Regions from separate parts of the Mus musculus genome. Here all the other regions are linked to region 2. The links are chromatin contacts, called in public promoter capture Hi-C maps. All regions are on one chromosome and are shown on one strand. The core of a region is the stretch at or near the end of the contact, and the rest is flanking DNA. Distances in the headings are between cores, read along the strand shown.

Region 1 (4,012 bases), core at 315-2,814, 690 kb after region 2:
CAGCCAGCCAAGAAGCAATACATGGCAAACAACAGTCCAGCTAAACCATACTGGCATTTGTTAGGTTTATGACATAGCCAATGTAGGCCACCATAGCTCTCAACTACTGTCCTCTTGTGCCATCTGTGCTTCCCCCCCTGCTGAAGAGCAGTGCCTGAAGACCTAGGTCAGAGCCTGGCGCTCATTCAGTCTTAAACACTGGATGGAGGGATGTTGAGTCAGTCCAGCCACAAGTATTGGTTCAGCATCTCCCAAATGGTAATCTCAGATTCCCATATGCAGTGGTGAAACTTATAACCAGTTTACAAAGCACCACAGTCACATTGGCTGGGACAAAAGGCACTGCCCTTCTAGGAGCAAATGAGACAGGAAAACTTGGACTTTATTATTATTTTTTTAAATCTGTGGCTTTAAACCTCTCACCAGGTGGCTGTGGTCTCCTTGTCAGTACCAACTCCTTGTGGTTATCTCTGTTTTCTACCAAAGGGAGCCTTTGGTACTTGCAGCTCCCACCCTCACTAAGAGGAAACTACAGCTCTAAAGCAAAAGGCTTGGCATTAAAGCAGTTTGTTCCGTGGGCCAGTGTTGGGAGGGAACAGAAAGGAACATTCCTTTCAGGGCGGTTGGCCAAAGGGTAGGAGACAGAGTGGTTCAACATGGGAGGCAGGTGGCAGAGGGACAGGGCAAAGGGCACCTCCTGAAAGATGGGAAGTGGGAATGGGGAGTCAGTCCGAGGCTGTGACATTTTTGAAGACTGGGGCTGCTTTGGAATCCCCAAAACATGTTGCAAGAGATCAGAGGCTTCACCTCTGGGGCTGCTGTCTTGTACAACGAAGTTCCTGCCTTCAGAGAGATCCAACTCCCACAAAGAATCTGAATTCTGATCTTCCGGCTCGGTCTTGGTGACAGCAGGGGGAGGGCCTGTGTTAATGGCTACATTCATGCCATGGTAACGCCGCTTGTTTATCCAGTACAACAGTGGGCTGTAGGTGAATGTGGCAGCTCTCATCACTTCCACCCACTGCTGGGCACGTTCTTCTCTTTGCAAGTTCTTCTTCCAGTGCAGAAAGAGTATGCAGCTTCCTATTAGCACAGAACACAGCCCCAGGAATCCAATGCACAAGGAGATCCACACTAAGGCAGTGAGAGAGAGAGAAAGGCTGGCTGGCTGGTGTGCCTAATGCACAGCTTTTTTTTCACTCCCCTCCTTGACCTCCTCACTAGTCACTCTTCCTGTTCTCTCCATTCCTCCCCTCCCTCCTCATTCTCCAGCTCAACACTAGACTTCCAGGTTCCTTAAGGGATCATTATAGCTATTTACAGATGAGAAACGCTAGGTCTAAAGGGGGTAGGGACTCAGCCTTCTGGGAGTACTTAGTTTCTAGAGAAGATAACCATCTAATTCCTTAGCACTTCAAGAAGCCACCACTCCTCCATCCATGCAAAAGACTTCCCCTTACTTACCCCATGCCCAAGGGTACAATGTGAGGGGCAAGGACTAGAGGTGCTACACTTACTGCCAGAGAGGCTTGGGTCCTTTTGGGAATCCGTAAAGGTCAGTCTTGGCCTCCAGCCTATCACTCTGGGGAGAGGAAATTCACCCCACTCCACCAATAGGAGTCCTCAGAAGGCCCGGGCCTCATTGTTCTCTAAAGGAAAGGTCATCAGGTTCTGTCCAACTGGCATTCCAGGGACAATGTTTGTGAGCCCATCCAGTAACCTCTAGTACACAACATCTACTGCTTCTACCAAAGACCGAGGCACCAGAAGAGTTGTCTGCCCAATTCCTTACAGTGAACCCATAGAGCAGCCCCAGGACAGGGCCTTGGCATTCTCAAGGGGCTAACTATGTGGTTGGTGATTAAGGAAACACCATTGGGTACCTCCCCCAGTGCCTCCTGGGGAGAGCACACAGAGCATTGGGCATGTCTGGCCTCAACAAATCTTGACCAAGCTATGAGAAGAAAACCAGCTCAAGAGAACCAAGTGGTCAGTGCCTCCTTTGGCTCCTACAATCTCTTTTATTTCTGCTTTCTTTCCTTCCTTTAGCAGGTGCTGGCAAGTGTTCTTGGGCTCTGTGGGAGCTCTCCTCCATCTGGTCCTGCATCCCTTTCCGGGCTAACTTTCTTTCCTTTATTCTCAATACTTCATTCCCTTCTGACCAGGCCATCAGACACCCCCTACACACACACACACACACAGGGGGGAGGTGGGCAGGGGGATGGGGGAAGAGAGCACTATTGGGGCAGGTCTCCCCAGCAACCAATCCCCCCAGGATTTATTGGAGCCAGGATCTTGCTTATTACTTAAGGCAACTTGATCCACTTATGGGTAGCTCAGTTAGAAAGCCCTTGCATGTTATGTCTCAGTCAACTCTAGGGGAGACATACCAACCAGTGATAACTTGAAATCTTACCCTTTAGTTTTTCTCCTTTTTATAGTCTCCTATTGTGACTCCTGACACTCTATGTTACTTTTGTATCTCTGTGACCCATATACCAGACAGAAACAATGTTAAAAGGAAAGGTTTGATTTAGCTCCTGTTTCAGAGGGTTCTATAGTTGCTCAGTCCCATGTGAATGGGCGTGCCATCATGGCTGTGGTAGAACACGTGGTAGAAGACAGCCATTCACATCACAGAAAACAGCAAGCAGAACTCAGGACCAGAACCAAGGTCTGGGCTATAGCCTTCAAAGTCTTACCCCATGTGACCTTCTTCTGCCCAACCTCTTTAGTTTCCACAGCCTCCCAAAATAGTGCCACTGGCTGGGGACCAAGTGTTCAACACATGAGCTTATTGAGAACATTTCAGATTCAAACCAGAGCAGGCACTATTTACAGAGTTCTTCCCAGAATGCCTTTCCCTCCGCTCTACCCTATTTGCCCCTGCTTTTCCTCTTCTTTAGCTGGTGTTTTCCACCATCTCCTGGTCTCTAAGTCTTGGCATGCTCCAGGGCTCAGTCTTTAGCATTCTATCTATGTTTCCTTCTCAGTGAACTTACCCACATTTATAACATTAAAGAACACAAATGCACTGATGACTCACAACTGTAACCTCCAGCCTGGAACATACCTCAGAACTTCAGATTCACATACCCAACAGTTTGGCTGGCATCCTTCCTTGCCTATCTATCAAGTTATACTTGACCTTGGGCTTTGAGGTGGGACAAATTACTCACCCTTGGAGGTTTCCACATTTGCTCCACATACTCCAAGTTCCGCAGTCAGAACGATCCTTTGAAGAGTAGGCCATGTTACTCCTCTGCTTAGACTTCCCAGATCAAAAGCCAGTTTTTAACCATGACCTTCAAAGCCCTGAGCAATTTAGCCACTCAACTCTGTGTCATCTCTACCTCTGTCCCCTCCACCATGGGGATATGCTTTTGCTATTTTCAACACTATAATCCTGTCTTACATTTGCTGTTCCCCTTAGCTAGTCTGTCCCTGCAAGTATCATACAAGTCGTTCCCTCATTACATTCAAATATCTGCTCAGGCAATACCCTATTTGTGTCTCTCATATCTTCCTTTGCTTTTCTACTTACGAGTGTTTATCTGGTTCCACTAAAATGTAAATTCCATGGGTTTCTGTAAACAAGGTATTTACATAAATTCTATGGGTTTATGTAAACATTGCTGTTGCTGTGATAAAAATAGCAATTTTTTGTGAAGCAATTTATAGACGGAGGCCTTGTTTTGTTTGTTTTTTTGTTTCGTTTTTGTTTTGTTTTGTTGGTGGTGGTGGTATTTTTGTTTGTCTGTCTTATGGGTCTAGAAGGGGGGAGGGGATCCATAATGACAAAGGAGACATGACAGCAGGTGGCTGGGGTACGAAGCTGGGAGATCACATCCTTATCCATATGCAGGAAGCAAAAAGCAGTGCCTGGAAGTGGGGAAGCCTACAACTCTCAAGCCTACCCATTGATATACTTCCTCCCGCAAGCCTCCACCTCCTGAAGGTTCACACCCTCCCCAACAGGGAGCAAGAATTCAAATACCTGAGTCTGTGGGAG
Region 2 (3,996 bases), core at 386-2,885:
CTCTCACCTCTGATGATTTTCTTCATTTTCTCAAATGGTGGTCTGACCTTGGTTTCCTGCAGCCTGCTTAAGATGAGGGAGGCATGTTGGATATTTGCTAATTCCACCCCATTCCTTTCATTCCAACCAGTGGTTCCCTGGCTGTTCATTAACATCCACCAAGGCAGCTCCTCCATGCTCCTGACGATTCTCAGCCCACGTTAAGAACAGACTAGCCATGTAGAGTTAGACATGAAGAGTTTCCCTGCAGACACTTGTGGAATGGTCACAGGCCCACAGCACATGTATGAAAGTAGTTGTGCAGACATGCACTCAGAGGAAACAGGCTCTCACCTGTCCTGTTTTTTTGTTTTTCCTTTGGACAGGAACTAAGTAAGACCTGTGCCTTGGGACAAGCAATGCAGTGGATACCCTCACAAGTGTCATCCCATCCACAGTGCCCTGGCTGGTGTTTAATGTCGCAGCCACCCATTCTTAGCTTCCTTATTTCCTAAATCTGGTCAAGCCAGGTTGATATTGGCTTCTTCAGAACATAAACTTAGTCTCGTGTTGGACCAAGATCACAGGCTCTGTGTTTTGTAGTCGGGGACAGATGGGCATGATGACTGTGCCCTGGGGCTTTCTGAGTACCTGTCTGAAGCCAAGACAGCATGAAATCTCCTACCTGAGTGTGCACTGGAAAGGTCTGAGCATAACGTCCTTTTAGGAAACCATGCAAGCAACAGGGACTGCCAAAAAATCCTCTCCCCTCCTTTCCTTAGGAAGGGGGTCTAGCCTGCTCTTGCATCTCAACTCCTATATTCTAGGGTAGCTGGGACAAGGAGGTCCACCACGGACTTACACCCCAGACTTCAGTAGGTACTTGGGTCATCCCTAGTGTTTGGAAGGTCTGGCAGATGCTGTGTGTCCTGCTGGGTGGGAGATGTGCTTCTGCAATGCCTGGCCCTGTGATGTAGATTTCTGAGGGACAGATGAACTTCTCATGGCTATTCCTGTCTGTAGACTGCACCCGGGCATTTGGAAGTCTCAGGGAATGAGCAGAACAAAGGAAGATTGCTAAGACACGTGCATGAAGTAGGCATGCACACATAGGGGAAGCAGGCTCAGGGCTCCCACCTGCTTTGGACATTCCAGGGAACCACTGGTTGGAATGAAAGGAATGAGGCAGAACTAGCAAATATCCACCATGCTTCCCTCGTTAGTTTTAAGCAGGGTGCAGATCTCCATTTGATAAAATAAATAGGTCACTGAAGGTGGGAGATGTCTGCTGTGATGAAGGGAGGTGGATCTGAAGGCAGATGTTGAGACTTCTGACCAAGTCAAATCTTGTCTAAGGCCTGCCAGGTTATCAGGGACTGTGGGAACCAAGAGGGAATGTTGAACTGGGCTATAGGGAATCACCAGACTGGTCAGGGCTGGGGACTGTGAAGTGAGTCTCTGTTTCACGTGAGGTGGGGTCCCAGGGTCTGGCTTGGTGGGTCGGAAACAAGAAGTGAGTGGAGGGGCTGATGTAAGGAAAGCGGGCAGCTGAGCTTTCCCTGAGTCTTTTGTCCACAGATGTTTTCCTCTGGCTCCCTGAGCCAGCTAGAGCCTGTCTCAAGCCAACTGTCAGTCTTTCAAGAAGCCCCACCCACTGGGCTCATTCAAGGCAGGGCTGAAAATGTCACACCTTTCCCTGGGAGCCTAGCCCCATTGCCAGGAAAGGTGAGCTCAGAAGAAGACTTCTGAGGCAGAGTGAGTGTCGGAGAAGGCGGGGACTTTCCCCTTACTTCCCCAGTTCCCTGGGCCCACCCCCAGAACTGGTTTCTAAAGGGGTACCTTAAATGCCAGTTCGTCGGGCTGGGCATAAGCCAGGCCCGGCAGCTCATTTCCATGGGAGGAGGGCAGTTTCTCTTCACCAGTCTGCCAGTCCTTCCTCCCCGCCCTCTTTCCACTTCTGCCTTACCCAATCCAACCTCTCCTTTAGAGTCAGACTGCTCTCCAGCTGATCTCATACAAACACCCCAGACCTCCAGCAGCTCCAGGAGTCAAAAACACCAGCAGTGGACCGAGGTCCTACAGCTGCCTGCAGCCATGTTGGCCTTCAGTCTGCTCGTGCTGGGTCTGCTCGCGGAAGTGGCACCTGCCAGCTGTCAACAAGGTAGCACAGGACAGGGGTACCTGGGCTTCAGGGAGGAGAGGGGTGGCAGGAAAACAGTGACTGAGGTTGGATGGGGTGGTGTTTTGGAGGGTGAATACACACCACGGGGCCACAGTCCTCTGACTTAGGTTCTGTAATCGATTTGTTTTCCTTCGGGGAGAGGTGGGACAGCAGGGAATGTATGTGTTGGCTCTGGGGTTTAGGGGAGGAACAGGAATTGAGATCCAAACCTCACAGCAGGAATTGTCCCAGAGACAACTCAGTCCTGGGGCTAGAAACAGAGACTGGGACCAGTCCCAGTGCACCTTCAAATGCTTGCTCTGGATGGGGGCTAGGGGGTGGTGACATTAAAGGCATAAGCCCCTGGACTGGATGACCTAAGTCCTCTTTGTCACTTTCTCCATAGTCGTCCCACCGTGGGGGTACTCTTCACCAAGCTCTTTCTGTCTTGCTGTGTGGCCATGAGGGAATTCCTGTCCCACTCTGAGTCTTAGTTTTTTTTTTTTTTTTAATTCATTCTCAGTAAATCTTACCCTGCCCACCTCTCAGAGCTGCTGTTAGGTTGGAGGTATGAAAGGGTTTTGTACCAGAGAGATTGAGTAACTTATATAGATTCACGAAGAAACCGGTCCAGGACCATTTTTCTTCTGCTTTTGACTCTATCCCTTGCTCTATAAGCTCTCCCCATAGCCACAAGAGGAGGATGTCTGTGAGGAGTTAGCTGTAAGAGCCACAGAAGAAGGAAAATGGGAGGGGACCTCCCAGGGTTGTTCCCAATGCCTGAGCATCATAGACCAGAAAAAGTAATGGACCTGAGCCCAGGTTTCTTGGACAGAGTGGGAAGGATATCTCCACAACATGGGCCCTTGCAGAGCAATCATGTGCATCTTCTACTAGGGGTTGCTAACCTGGAGCTGCCATGGCTACAGCCCAGAGTTCCGTGATCCTTTCTTTCACCAACACCTGTCACCCTTGGAAACATCACTAAGGATAATCAAGCCATTACTGCAGCAGAAGAGCATCTAGGTGGACTCCAAGAAGGACTTTGGGGTGGGAATGATTCAGGCTGAGGTCTTTTCATGCCCAGCCTCTCATAACATAGGATGGCTCTAGTCATACAGTCTTGTTTGAAGGCAGGATTCTCCCCTTCCAGTCTCTTGTTGTCCTCTCTTTCCTCCTGAGACTCTTAGCGTCAGGGTATCTTGCCTTTGGGGTGTGAGATCTTCAGTCTAATGGGGAAAATGGTTTTCCTTGGGGCTGCCAGTGGCCTGAAGAAGTTTTAAGGGTTGGAGTTGACATCAAGGGTGAAAAGGTAGAAGGGCTACTTGGCTAGACCTTAACCTGGTCGCTGATCTTTGTGCCCTGCCCACCCTGTTGGAGAGGATAAAGGGGTTCCAATCTAGAACCCAACATCTTAACTCTCTCTCTTTTACCTCTCCACACCCCAGCTGAGCAACCAGCGCTGAGCAGCTCTGGCCAGACCTCACCCCTCCTAGTCCTCCCAGAGAAGCTTTATGTTCTAGAACTGGATCTTCCAGATGCCAGCCCTGGCCTGGCCTCTCTGGGCTAGCAGGAGGGAGGAGGGGCCACTCCCAGCTGACTGACAGGGAGGCCTAGGCCAGCCATTGGAGCTGCCCTTTGGTCCCTGTTTTCTTGCACTTCTAGGGGGGCCTTGCATGTGACTGTTGCGGGGGAGGGGTGTGCAAGAAGGAAGCTCTGGGACCTGAGCCTCAGGGAAAACTCTGAGCCATGTTCCCTTTTTGGCTGCTCAGGTTTTCTTCAAGCTTCAGTAGGGTCTGAGCCCCCATCCTTCCTGCATACTTAGAAGAGTGGGCAGGCCTTATGTCTATTCTGAC
Region 3 (3,931 bases), core at 1,245-3,744, 900 kb after region 2:
TTCGGATGTGACCTGCCCTCCATAAACTCAAACTTGCCCACTTCAATCCCAGTTGGTGGCGCTGTTCAGGAAGGCCCGCCTTTAGTGGGTGGAGCCTTGATGGAGGAAGTGGATTGTTGATGGGTGTTGAAGTTTTATATCCGGGCCTCCTTTCCCGTTCTTCCTGCTTCTGGGTTGCTAATCAACACAACTAGACTGTCCCTCTGTCCTGCTGCCACGCCTTCCCACCATGATAGAACGCACACCCTCAAAACTGTAAGCTAAGATAACCCTTCTTTCCTGAAGTTGCTTTGGCCAGGTGTTTTGTCACAGCAAGAAAAGCCACTAATATATTCTATAAATTCTAAAGATTTATCTTATATGTTTATTATGGAAACAACTATCCGGTCAAAATTAATCAAGTTATATTCAGATGGTGAACTTTATTATTTCTAAATTATCATTTAAAAAAAACACTCTTAAAGTGAGTGGAAGCTAGAAATGACTGCTGTAGGAACCGAGGGCTCACCCCACCCTACCCAAGCTACAGGCTTCTTTCCTTTACCTGAGAAACATCTCGTTAGTGCTCAGACACTTGTGTCTCGATTCAAGTAGCACCTAACAAACTAATGCCACAACCAGCCAAGTCAGTGGCAAGTCCAGGCCCAACACAGACCCTCCCCAGCCTCGATTCTCACCTGACTGCAGCCCCACCCCAACTCCAACCTCACTCCCAGCACTCAGAATTCTTTGCTTCTGCCCTGAACTCCAATCCCAATTCAAACAATTCCGCTTCAGCCAAAACCTAACCTCAGCTTCGAGCCCAAGCTTCACACCCAGCTCCATTGTATTCTGTAGTCCCAGCTATAAGCCACCTCAGTACCAGTCAATCTCTAACCTTAACCCTGGCGTCAGGCATGATCTCAAAACCTAGTTTAAGCTAGGCACAGTGGCGTGTACCGTTAGTCCTAGCTACTTCTGAGGCTGATGTAAGAGCATCACTTCAGCCCTGGACTTTGAGGCCAGCTTGAGACTCATACTAAAAAGAAATCAACCTAATTGCAAAGTCTAAACTCCTCCCTGAGTAGATACCAACTCTAACCGTGTGATCTTTGACTGAATAAAATGGAGAAGCGGAGCAGAGCCACAGCACTCATGTCTCTGTGTCCTGGCTGTGGATGGCAGTGTGACCAGCTGCCTCAAGGATCGACTGAATTCTCAGACTGCAAGCCAAAACAAATGCTAGCACAAGATCAAATAGCAGGTGTGCCCCTGTGACCTTAGCATCCAGGAGGCTGAGGCAGGATGACTGCTGAGAATCTAAGACTAGCCTGAGCTGGTCAAGTACCAGGCTAGCCCAGACTACATTGTTTAGTGTGTGATTGAGCAGCAGTTCTCAACAGGAACAAAAGCATGTAATGGGGGCCGGGAAGGGAGATGGGGATGGACCTGGGTGCAGGAGCACAGCTCCTTACAGCCATCTAATCCTGACCACACCACAGAAACCAAGCTAAGGAGTTATGAGAGCCCTGCATCTTCTCTGCTAAGGAGGGAAATTTGCTGCCTTCTTTACAGGTAGGCTCAGTCTCCCCACCTCTGCTTTATCAGGCTTCTCCTGGTAATTTAGGGGGACACTGTGATCCCAGCAGTCCAACTCTGCTATAAATGGCCTTCCTTCCAAAGGACCCCAGCCTAGCACCTTCTCTCCAATCTTTTCTCTCCCCCACCTCCAGGCCTGGGCAAGCCTATCCAGTGTTCTGCATCCTAGAAGCAGCCTGGTGGAGAGCCAGAGGGCCCTGGCTGTGCTGGAGATGACTGGATAAAGCTATCCTAGTGACCAATGTGAAAGGAGAAAGCCTGAACTGAGAATGTGACTAAGGTTCCTTGATCCTCAAGAGCAACAGCCTAGGGCAGTGTCTCCCAGGGTCAAGACACAGAAGCTGATGTAGCTGTGTCCAAGGAGTTGGGGCTCCATCCTGAGCTGGCAGCAGAACTTGGCAATATTGCTAATTTAATTCTGATTTGAGAGGGATGAAGGATGAGCATTAAGGGAGTCCTAGAGTCTTGCATCATGATTTAAGAGAGCAGCTGGTAACCTGGACAATCTGTGGCGGGAACAGAGTCTCTGCAGAAAGACCTTGAGAGGCCATTGCATGAAGCTCTAATGGTGAAAGCTAAGTTGCAATTGGATATGCAAGATATTGGAGATTCCTGGCCCATGAGCCATTTGTCAAAGACAGCTACAGGCATAAAACAAGAATCTATGTGTACATCAGACAGTGGACCTGGAGGAGAGGGGCTTCTCTTTCCTGCCTAGGCTAGGGTCCTGACTCACCTCCTCTAAATAGCAACAGAGGATGCACTTTAGATTCAACTCTCTAGAGTATCAGCTTCTGGGCCAGCATTTCCTGGAGCAGGTCCTGAAGATTTGGAGTGGAGTGAGCAGATAGCTAGGACCTACTGTTTCAGGCTAGCTGAACACTCTACACACCACACACCATGATTGGACAGAGCTGTACTTATGCCTGCATGCTTAGTACATGTTCCTATGCTTGTCCACAACACCAAAGACATACTTAGTCTGTCTCCAAGGCAACATGAAAGCTCCCAGGCTCCTCTAATCATTAGAGTCTAGTGGATCCTTCTCAGTCTCTTGGAATGTTAGCATTCCTCAGAGTGTGGCCCTCTCTCTTCCACCAGCCCACACTTACTAGGGAACATAAGCGGTCATACCTGTTCCTCTATCCCTGGCCTCTGACTCTAGACTTCCTCACCCACCCACCTACCCAAAGATGGTCCAGGATGTATTATATTTCTAATAAGCTTGTTCTTCAAACTTCCAACTGATGTCATGTCACCAACGCGACAGCCTTAGAACCATTCTGGACCCTTGTTTCATATCCAAGTTCTGACAACATCATCATAATGATAATCACATGTAAGATAATTGTAAAATGTATTACAACATCCCGTATGTGCTAGACCTTGCCCCTAATATTTCACCTATAATAGCTCACAATGCTCCTTGCAGTAGCCCTGCTGGTATGTAACATTGTTTTCTGGTTTTGCAGTGAAGAGGACCCTTGGGCCAGAAAGCTGTGGGTCCAAAGACACACAACAGAAGATCCAAAATCACGGGCAGCCCAGTTCCAAGGATCTTAGTCTTGTCTTATATATTTTTTTCTCATTGATGTAACAAACTCTCTGAAGAAGCAATCTAATATTCCTCACATGACCTCCATAGGCTCAGGCCATTCCATGTGTTATCTAGCTTCCAAAGTCCCAATACAGCTATATGATTATGACATTGCTCAAAAAATCCAAAGTCCCTTCTGAAACTCAAGGCAAACTCTTAATTGTGAGGCCTCACAAAATAGAAAACCAAGCTACATACTTCAAGTATACAATGACATTTGTTGGGTTTCAAACCCAGGACAAGGTATATTTTACATCCCAAAGCAGACGTGGCCTCCAGGTTCTCCCAGCATCCCTCAGTCCCTGCCTATCATACCCTTCCTCCCAACTTTCCAGCCCAGGGGCGGGTCTGCCTTTCCTTATATAATCTAGACATCCCTCTCCTCCCTCTCCCTCTCCTCCCCTCTCCCCTCTCCCTTCTCTCCCCCCTCTCCTCTCTCTTCCCCCCTCTCTCCCCCTTCTCTTCCCCCCTCTCTCCCCCCTCTCTTCCCCCTCTCTCCACCTCCCCCCTCCTCCCTCCCCCCTCCCCTCTCTTCCCCCAGTCTCTCCCCTCTCTCTTCCTCTCTCTCCCTCCCCTCTCTCCCTCTCTCCCCCTCTCCCCTCTCTCCTCTCCCTTCTCCTCTCCCTATCCCTATCCCTTCTCCTCTCCCTCTCCCCCTCCCCTCCCCTCCCCCTCCTCCCTCCCTCCCCATCCCCATCCCTATCCCTATCCCTATCCCTCCTCCTCTTCCCTTTCCCCTCTCTTCCTCCCCATGGC
Region 4 (3,992 bases), core at 274-2,773, 850 kb after region 2:
AGAAAACCAGTACTAGTCCAGAAGACCCCTGGCCTCCCGTCCGTCCGCTTTTTTCTAAAACGAAAAAGTCCTTCTACCGCCCCAGGCAGAACCCTCGCTGAGGCTACACTAGAGGCCCCGCGGATTCCCAGCTTTGGAATGTTCCCAAAAAGGGAAAGGCGAAAGGCCCGGCCTCTAGATACAATTCTCCCAGAGCCTAGCCTTGGTTTCTCCGACAAGTCACTACACAACTGCACCACCGAGAGCCCTCAGCCCCCTACCAGGATTTGGTCCCCAGATTGATAGGAATTTGAGGAAGAAGATGTTTTCCCCCTAAGTGCTCTAAAGGCACCGCCCGGGCCTTGGAGGCCCCTGATCAGGGTCTGGGAACTTAAGAAACTTCAGCCAAGATCCAGAAAGGTCCATTAGAGGCCCTAGCTTGTCGCCGTCCAAGATGGGTTATGGCCACCGGAATGAGAGGCCCAGAGAGGAGAGACCCTGGCAGAGCCCTTCATTTTTTGATCCCTGCCTCCCAAACGCCGCCCCAGCCTGAATTCCCTGCTGGAGTTCGCCCGCTCCACGCCAGCTCCACGCCAAAACAGGCCGTGGGAGGCCAAACGAATTCCAGAGAACTAAGGCCGTTGCGGACCAAAAACCCACCTGAAAGATCCTAACCTGAGGTCGTGTCTACGAGGGCAGAGGCAGGCTAAGCGCCAAACCACCCCGGCCAAATAATTCGTGTAAAGTCGCAATCCCAGGAGACAAGGAGCCCTAGGTAGCCAGAAAGGATGAATTCTGAGCTAAATCCCAGTATTGCGGGGTACTCGGGAATAGGGACGCTGGGAGGTGTAGGTGGCCCTGCGGGATCCCGGGCAAGGAACCTGGGCGGAGGACCGCGCCCCCTCTCCAGCCTGGGCCGCGGGCTGCGTGACGCCTCGGGGCGCATCTGCTCTGCATTACCCTGACTACCCACCCCCCACCCGCCGCCCCCTTCCAAACTGAAAAAGGATTTGTCTCCGCTTAATATCCAAACCTTTTTTGTATTTATTTTTTTTCAGGGGCGAAGTAATATCTTCCAAATGAGGCAAAACCGTGACGGATCCGAAGCGTTCTCTGCGGGTGCCTGCGTCTCGCCGGCCGAGGCTTCCGTCTCCGCCTCAGCGCTTTTCTACCCACGACTTGCCCTCCTTTCTGCCTCGGAATTTCTAGTTCTTTCCTTCTGTCGCCCTGGCTTCGTGTCCGACCCTGGGGATCGCTCCGCTCCCTCTTTCTCCCCATGGAGCTCCCTCCTCCTGCCTCGGATCTCGTCTCCCCTAAGGCTTAAGTGTCTGTCGCCTTCCAAGTCTCTCACCCTCTTCAAACTTTCCGATCCGCCCACCGACTCCCAGACTACAGGACCGCAAACGAGGAGAAGGTCCCCGGAGCTGACCGCCCGAGCCCTCCCAGTCCCGCCGGGTCCCAGGCCGCTCCTGGCTGCACCCCGCCAGCCCCGCCCGCTCGCACCTGGTCTCCTTGGCCCGCGCCGCCGCTGCCGCTGCCATCTACGCGCGTCCGGGCTGGAGCTGGAGTTTTAAACCGCGTTTCCCGGGCGCAAGGCGCGGGGCCGCGCGCTCCCTACTGGCCCCTGTGGCTGCCAATCACACGCCACTCTCGCCCCGGCCCCGCCCAGCCCCTCTGGAACATCTACGCAGCTCAAGGCCTAGGCAGCCCGGGTCAAACCTTTAGAGGAACTAGGGACCCCGGCAGCGTCCATCATTTCCCCGAGAATATCGTTCCGTCATTGCTGGCTCTGGATCTTGGGCGGTAAAGCCGCAGGTCAATCCCTACGGAGTTGAGGAGTACTGAGAAACCTTCACCTAGGTCTACCTGGTCTCCCTTGACCTTGGGGTGCTCTGCGATGGCTTAAGGAGGGCTTTGTCTCCCTCCCCAGCTGTCACAACAAGGTTGAACTGGGCAACTGCATGCTTAAGCAACCGCAAGCGCAAGCGCGCGCGCACACACACACACACACACACACACACACAAACACTTCTGGTACCACAACACCCGCACGAACACAACCTGCACTCAGTACTCACCACCCAAGCTCAACCCATACAGGGTGGAACTTCCGACAGCAGGATGCTCTTGGAGAGAGTTGGGAGGCTGAGTCTGCCGAACTCACTTCTTCGTGCACATACAACACACATGCACCTGTCTCTGTCTCCGCGGGAGAGGGAGAGAGAAAGAGAAAGAGAGAGAGAGAGAGAGAGAGAGAGAGAGAGAGAGAGAGAGAGAGAGAGCAATGATTCACAAAGCGGAAAAATCCCTGGATAGGGTTTGAGGTTCTTGTCAGCCTCCTTCTCCTTCCAGGTGCAACTGATTCATAGGAAGAGGTCGTTATGCAGGAGGCTGTGGAACCAGAGAAGGCCTTGTGTGTCTGAGGTGTGTGCCAAGGGGTCAGGTGTCCCCGTTAATGTGGGAACCTTGTAGTGCAAGATTGGCTACTGTGGCCATGACTCTGTGGAAGCCTGGAAGGCTGTGTCTATACGACAGTGGTACCTGGAGAGAAGGGTGTGTGTTCTATGCTTGTGTGGTCAGTACTCTGTGCAAGGTGTCTTTGGCCTCAGTGGCTGGGACTAGAATGTGTTGTGTCTTTGTTACTGGTGCTCATGTAACCACAGTCCATGTGTAACTGTGGGATTTTCTTTGTGTGTTGGTAAAGAAGCCTTGTGTGATTTTTTCGGGTCAAGTGTAATCCAGGTGTCTGGACAGACAGGCAGCTGGATCCTAGTTCTGACATTGCTCAGGTCTACAAGCAAACTCTCTGGCCTAGCTCTGAGGAAGTGGGCTGTTTATTTTCTTGGGGGTTAAGGCATGGCGGAGGTTGCCATACTTAACAGTAGATTTTTAAATCCCAGGCTGAGTTGAGAGGGCCAGAAATGTTGGCCTTGGTGGAACAGAGGGAGCCACCAGCAGATTTAGAGGTTGGACCGATCTTCAACCCAGAGTTAGAGGCAGGGCGCCTGAGGGGAGGGGGAGGAGGCTCCAAAGAAAGGGAGGGGGGGCATAAGAGGATTAGGCTGCTTAGACCCTTCTCTCCCACCAGGATCCCCCACCCCCCACCTCAATGCTCCAGAAAAGATTTCTTCTGCCAAAGCAAAACCGTTTAGGCTCGATTTAAAGGGACAAAAAAAGCGGAGGCGGGGGCTTTAAATAACCTTTTAATTTCTCTTCAGGGATCTCGGACTAGTGCAGAAGGGGAGAGGAGAGAAGGAGAGGGAGGGGAGTGAAGGCCTGCCTCTTTGGCTTAGGTAATCAAGATTGCCACTGTACCTCCACCCACCTGCCCTTCACACACACACACACACACACACACACACACACACACACACACGCACATAGATCATCCTGAAGAAAACCATAGAGCTTTGCACACACATATATACTTATTCTGTCACACAACTCTGGGCACAAGTGCATACTACTTGATTAGGCCAGAAATAGTACTTCCCCTCCCCCATCCAATGAGAAACCTTGTTCTAGTGAGGCAAGTGTCTTCTGTCTTTATTCAGTGACCCAGCTATACTCACCCTGCCCTAGCTCCCCTCCTTGGACAGAACAGGGGACCACTGGGCAAGCTGAAGGGTAATGGCTCTGTGCTGAGGAGGACAAAGTGGTTGAGGATACCACAGATTCCGTGCTGCAGGCTGCAAGTGATGAGCATAGGACCCAACCAGGCACCTGCTTCTGGAAGGATCTGTTTGCCACAAACTCCAATTCCCCTTCCTATTCTTCTTACCCCAGGCTGCCAAGACCTCCATCCGTTCAGTCATCCCAGGTCTGTGTTAGTCAGGGTTCTCTAGAGTCACAGGACTTATGGGTAGTCTCTATATAGTAAAGGAATTTGTTGGTGACTTACAGTCTGCAGTCCAACTCCCAACAATGGTCAGCAACAGCTGTGAAGGGAAGTCCAAGGATCTAGCAGTTGCTCAGTCCCACAAGGCAATCAGTGGATGAAAAGAGAGTCAATC
Region 5 (3,691 bases), core at 1,089-3,588, 970 kb after region 2:
GGGATAAAAGAATAGATGTGGGTGGAACAAGGAGGCGCCACAGACTTGATATGGGATGGCGGACCCCTGGGAGCAGAATAAGTGCCACAAGGGAGAACCGCAGGCTGAGGGAGAGGTATAGACTGATTTAGGGGACTAGAGAGTGGGGATAAATGGGAGGTGGGAGGAACCACAGAATACATATGAGTATTGCAGGGGGAAACTGGAGGTGGTACGTGGGGACTACTCTTAGGATATCTACTGGGCAAAGCAGGATTACAAGGCGAGCTATGAGGACAGGAAGTAGGAGCAACAGTTTTGAGGACAGCGGTCTCTGGGGGAGGTTCTTTTGGGCAGGAATTTGAAGTAGTTGTGATGGCTGGCTCCATACATGGACTAAAGAGGCCAAAGGACTGGGAGGGAGGCTGAGGACAGGTGTTGGTCTTATGGGATTTAGAATGGCTAGGAGGAGTGTGGTGGGGTGTATTGTCTAGGGACCGACACTTGTAGGGATTGCGTCGTGATTCAGGGGATTTGGGGGACTTCATTTGAGGGGGAGCTGAGGTAGGAGGGCGGGGTTCATTATAACCTCTGGGTGACTGAGGTGGAGCTACACACTGGTTGTTCAGGGGAGATGGGAAATACGGGGAAGGATTAGGACACTGAGGAAGAGGTGGTCCTGTGGTGCAGGAAGGACCAGAAATTATAGTACCTGGGGTTAGTAAGAGGTAAGAGTTCCCCCCAGGCTCCCACAGAAAGGACCCTACACAGGGCTTCTGGAGAGCCTGAGGCAGGGATGAGCTAGGAGAACCAGCACTCTCAGGTGGTAGGTTGATAACACAGAAAGGACTCCTAGGGGCAGATATCTGGGAATCTGGGCATAAATGGGAATAATGAATACAGCCCTCTTGAGGTGAGATGGGAGAGCCAGACATGCCTGCCTGAGAAGAAAGTGGAGGGCCACAGCCATTTTTCCCAAGAGGTACATCAAGCTGTGGTTTAGGTTCACAAGAGTTTGGAGGCATAGGGTTGTCGTGGTAAGGGTTGCCAGAGGGTGGGGAAGATGCTGAAGAAAGGGGAGGATCATTGTAACTTCTTCTAGAGGGACAGTGGGGCCCTCGGTGAGAAATGGATGCAGGGGTTAGAGGTCTAGTTTCCACAGATCGGTGAGCAAGGGGAGGTGAAATTGCAAGGCCAGGTCTCAGGGGCCGATGGGTAAGAAGAGGTGAAATGATGGAGTAATTTCCCTGGGACCCTGGCATAAGGGGAGTCGAAATCACCGGGCCTGTCTCCAAGGTTATATGAGTAAGTTCAGGGGAAGTTACTGGGCTGGCTCTAGGGGCCTGATGAATGAGAGGTGGGGAAGTCACATAACAAAGACGCGGACTTGGAGGGCATGAACGCTGAGATTCTGGGGAATCAATATAGTTGCAACATAGGTTCCGCTGATGAGGAGAGGGTGACCCCTGAAGGCTGAATCGGTCAAAACAAGGAGAGGATGAACCAGCTGGCTCTTGTCTGTACAGCCTTCCTAGGAGTGGAGAAAAGGGTTCAAAGGGGCACCTCTCCGGTGGGGGTGGGGAGGAGAGGACTGGGGGCGGAGGGGGCGGGGTGGGGATCCGTCGAGGTAAGCACGGAGAAGAAATGGTGAGGCAAGAGAAAGGTTCTCTAGAGTAAGGGGGGTTGGTGAATCTGTTGCCTGCATTTGGAGAAAGGCCAGCATTACAGGAAAGGTGGTCGTTGAAGTCTTTCCCGGGCGCCACAGGCACCTCGAGAGTGAGAACAGGGGTGAATCCTTTCCTGCAGGACGACGGAGACTCAGGAGGGAAGGAGTAGTTGTTAGGGCAGTCTGCTTGAGGTGAAGTTGAAGGGGCTGAAATTTTAAGGAGGAAAGGAGGGGAAGAGTTCATGGGACTGGAGGGGAAGGGTAAGAGGGAGGAAAGAAAAGGAAAAAGAAGGGTGGGAAGGGCAAGATAAAAGTAAGCAAGAAAAAGTAACATGAGGCGATGTAACGTCACCGAATGAAAGCTCAGGCCGTGACTTAACAGAGAGGGGCGGAGTCAGGGGGCTGCTTACGCAACAGGAAGAGGCTTGTGGTTAATAAAAGGACAGGCAGGCGTGAGACAAGAGCTCCAAGAAGGTTACGGTCCCTGGAGTTCATGTCCCGAATGCAACTGTGAGTGACGGGAAACGCAAGGGCTGGATAAGTCTCCCTCTAATGTCAGACCTTACCCATTTCTTCTTATATCGATATCTCCGCGGGACCGGCGTGAAGTCCACGAGCTTCAGCAGCTTCCGAACACATCTTAAGACGGGCGCAGCCATGTCAACTAACAACGCCAATAATTCCGACTGAAACTGCAGCTGCGCTCTCGCGGGTTCCGGGAAGGATTGAGGGCTGCTTAGAATATCAGCGGCAGACAGGGCGGGGCTAGGCTTGCGGCGCCCCCAGGGCTCCGCCTACCTCCACACCCCACCCACCAGAATCCTCGGGGCGCACACGAAGCGGTGGCTGTGCTAGAGCATCTAAAGGAGCTCCTAGGAAGTTGCAGGGAAGGCCTTCTGGGCTCAACCTGCATGGAGAAAGCTGCCGAGGTAGAACGAAATTAGAGCAGACTATAGACAGAAGCGGAATTGCTAGGAAGCCATAGAAGCCAGTTTCAAGATCTTCCTTTTAGACGGTTCTTTTCAAGACTCGGTACCTAATTTTGTGTTCTTTCTGAGACTATCAAATTGACTACGCCGCTTAGGATCCAAGAAGAAAGGGGGTGATCACTATTTTTAGAAATGATCGTTTGGCTGAGCAGAGTGGCATATGTCTTTATTCCAGCACTTGGAAGGCAGAAGCAGACGGATCTCTGTGAGTTCCAGGCCAAGCTTGGTTTTCATAGCTACAGGTCAGACAGCTTTTCTGTAACCTTACATTTATTCTTATAATGTATTGCCACCCACCATATAGTATAATCAGCTAAGTCGTAATTTTTTAAAAATGTTAAGTATGTCAAACTGATCTCTGGAAGTTGTGGGGCAGCCAACGTCTTTGAATTAGTGAGCTCCAGATTCCATGAGACCATCTGAAGACGTGTGGTGTTGACCTGCAGCTGCCATTCATAGACCATATGCACATATGCATGAACATATACAAACATATAACACACTCTTTTCTTTTCCTTTTGATTTTTGAGACAAGATCTCACTACATAGTCGTGGCTGGCCTATAACTCTCTATGTACACCAGGCTAGCCTGGAAATTATACCTGCTTGCTTCCGTCTCCCAAGGGCTGGGATTAAAAGGGTGTGCCCAAACTGTAACTCATACAAATATAGAATGAGCACCTGCCAAAAATTGTACTCATCATCCAAGTCACATACGTATCTGTCATTATCTTTTTTTTTTTTTTTTTTTTTTTTTTTTGGTTTTTCGAGACAGGATTTCTCTGTATAGCCTTGGCTGTCCTGGAACTCACTTTATAGACCAGGCTAGCCTCGAACTCAGAAATCTGCCTGCCTCTGCCTCCCAAGCGCTGGGATTAAAGGCATGCGCCACCACCGACTGGCTATCTGTCATTATCTTAAACAATAAAAGTAAAATAAGACTTAAACAAGTGAGAATTTGAGTTTCAAAATTTTAGTGAGCCAAATGAGGCCACGATGGCACATGTCCTTTTGTTTCTTTTTTTTTTTAAGAATTTTTTTTTTAAGATTTATTTAT

The links. Promoter capture Hi-C pulls out the DNA fragments that hold promoters and counts their contacts.
Region 1: a contact with region 2 is called in a promoter capture Hi-C map of embryonic stem cells. The contact joins the promoter of Tex38 here to the promoter of Pdzk1ip1 in region 2. A contact is called at or near these places in 11 of 39 promoter capture datasets (cranial neural crest, embryonic stem cells, epiblast stem cells and 2 more), 3 of 115 datasets of contacts at active chromatin or transcription factors (bone marrow-derived macrophages, embryonic stem cells and stem cell-derived neural progenitor cells) and 2 of 9 other capture datasets (embryonic stem cells and liver).
Region 3: a promoter capture Hi-C map of pre-B cells shows a contact between it and region 2, with 4 times the contacts expected there. The contact joins the enhancer-like site here to the promoter of Pdzk1ip1 in region 2. A contact is called at or near these places in 7 of 39 promoter capture datasets (the C10 cell line, cranial neural crest, embryonic stem cells and 3 more), 1 of 15 datasets of contacts at CTCF or cohesin (large pre-B cells), 1 of 484 Hi-C or Micro-C datasets (palatal mesenchyme), 2 of 115 datasets of contacts at active chromatin or transcription factors (both in embryonic stem cells) and 2 of 9 other capture datasets (adipose tissue and embryonic stem cells).
Region 4: a promoter capture Hi-C map of embryonic stem cells shows a contact between it and region 2, with 8 read pairs. The contact joins the promoter of Dmbx1 here to the promoter of Pdzk1ip1 in region 2. A contact is called at or near these places in 10 of 39 promoter capture datasets (3T3-L1-derived adipocytes, cranial neural crest, embryonic stem cells and 6 more), 1 of 15 datasets of contacts at CTCF or cohesin (stem cell-derived epiblast-like cells), 1 of 484 Hi-C or Micro-C datasets (embryonic stem cells), 8 of 115 datasets of contacts at active chromatin or transcription factors (T-cell acute lymphoblastic leukemia, craniofacial prominence, embryonic limb bud and 3 more) and 2 of 9 other capture datasets (embryonic stem cells and liver).
Region 5: a contact with region 2 is called in a promoter capture Hi-C map of the HPC-7 cell line, with 2.9 times the contacts expected there. The contact joins the promoter of Nsun4 here to the promoter of Pdzk1ip1 in region 2. A contact is called at or near these places in 10 of 39 promoter capture datasets (the HPC-7 cell line, HPC-7-derived erythroid cells, cranial neural crest and 6 more) and 1 of 115 datasets of contacts at active chromatin or transcription factors (pancreatic cancer cells).

The regions. Positions count from the first base shown.
Region 1 is chr4:115,779,470-115,783,481 of GRCm38.p6, forward strand. It overlaps Tex38 (testis expressed 38), which reads right to left and starts at 1,565. Exons shown (of 2, transcript NM_029196.1): 1 at 1,518-1,565; 2 at 365-1,134. The coding sequence starts at 1,518. The coding sequence ends at 530.
Region 2 is chr4:115,087,073-115,091,068 of GRCm38.p6, forward strand. It overlaps Pdzk1ip1 (PDZK1 interacting protein 1), which reads left to right and starts at 1,636. Exons shown (of 4, transcript NM_001164557.1): 1 at 1,636-2,140. The coding sequence starts at 1,873.
Region 3 is chr4:115,985,082-115,989,012 of GRCm38.p6, forward strand. No RefSeq gene overlaps it. Among named protein-coding and RNA genes, the nearest start is that of Gm38492, 16 kb to the left of the region's middle. Within about 2 kb of position 2,495, at least 5 of the 459 cell types and tissues checked have an H3K27ac peak or open chromatin away from gene starts, as enhancers often do.
Region 4 is chr4:115,938,403-115,942,394 of GRCm38.p6, forward strand. Dmbx1 (diencephalon/mesencephalon homeobox 1) reads right to left here and starts at 1,524. Exons shown (of 5, transcript NM_001025567.1): 1 at 1,483-1,524.
Region 5 is chr4:116,051,473-116,055,163 of GRCm38.p6, forward strand. It overlaps Nsun4 (NOL1/NOP2/Sun domain family, member 4), which reads right to left and starts at 2,339. Exons shown (of 6, transcript NM_028142.5): 1 at 2,212-2,339. The coding sequence starts at 2,304.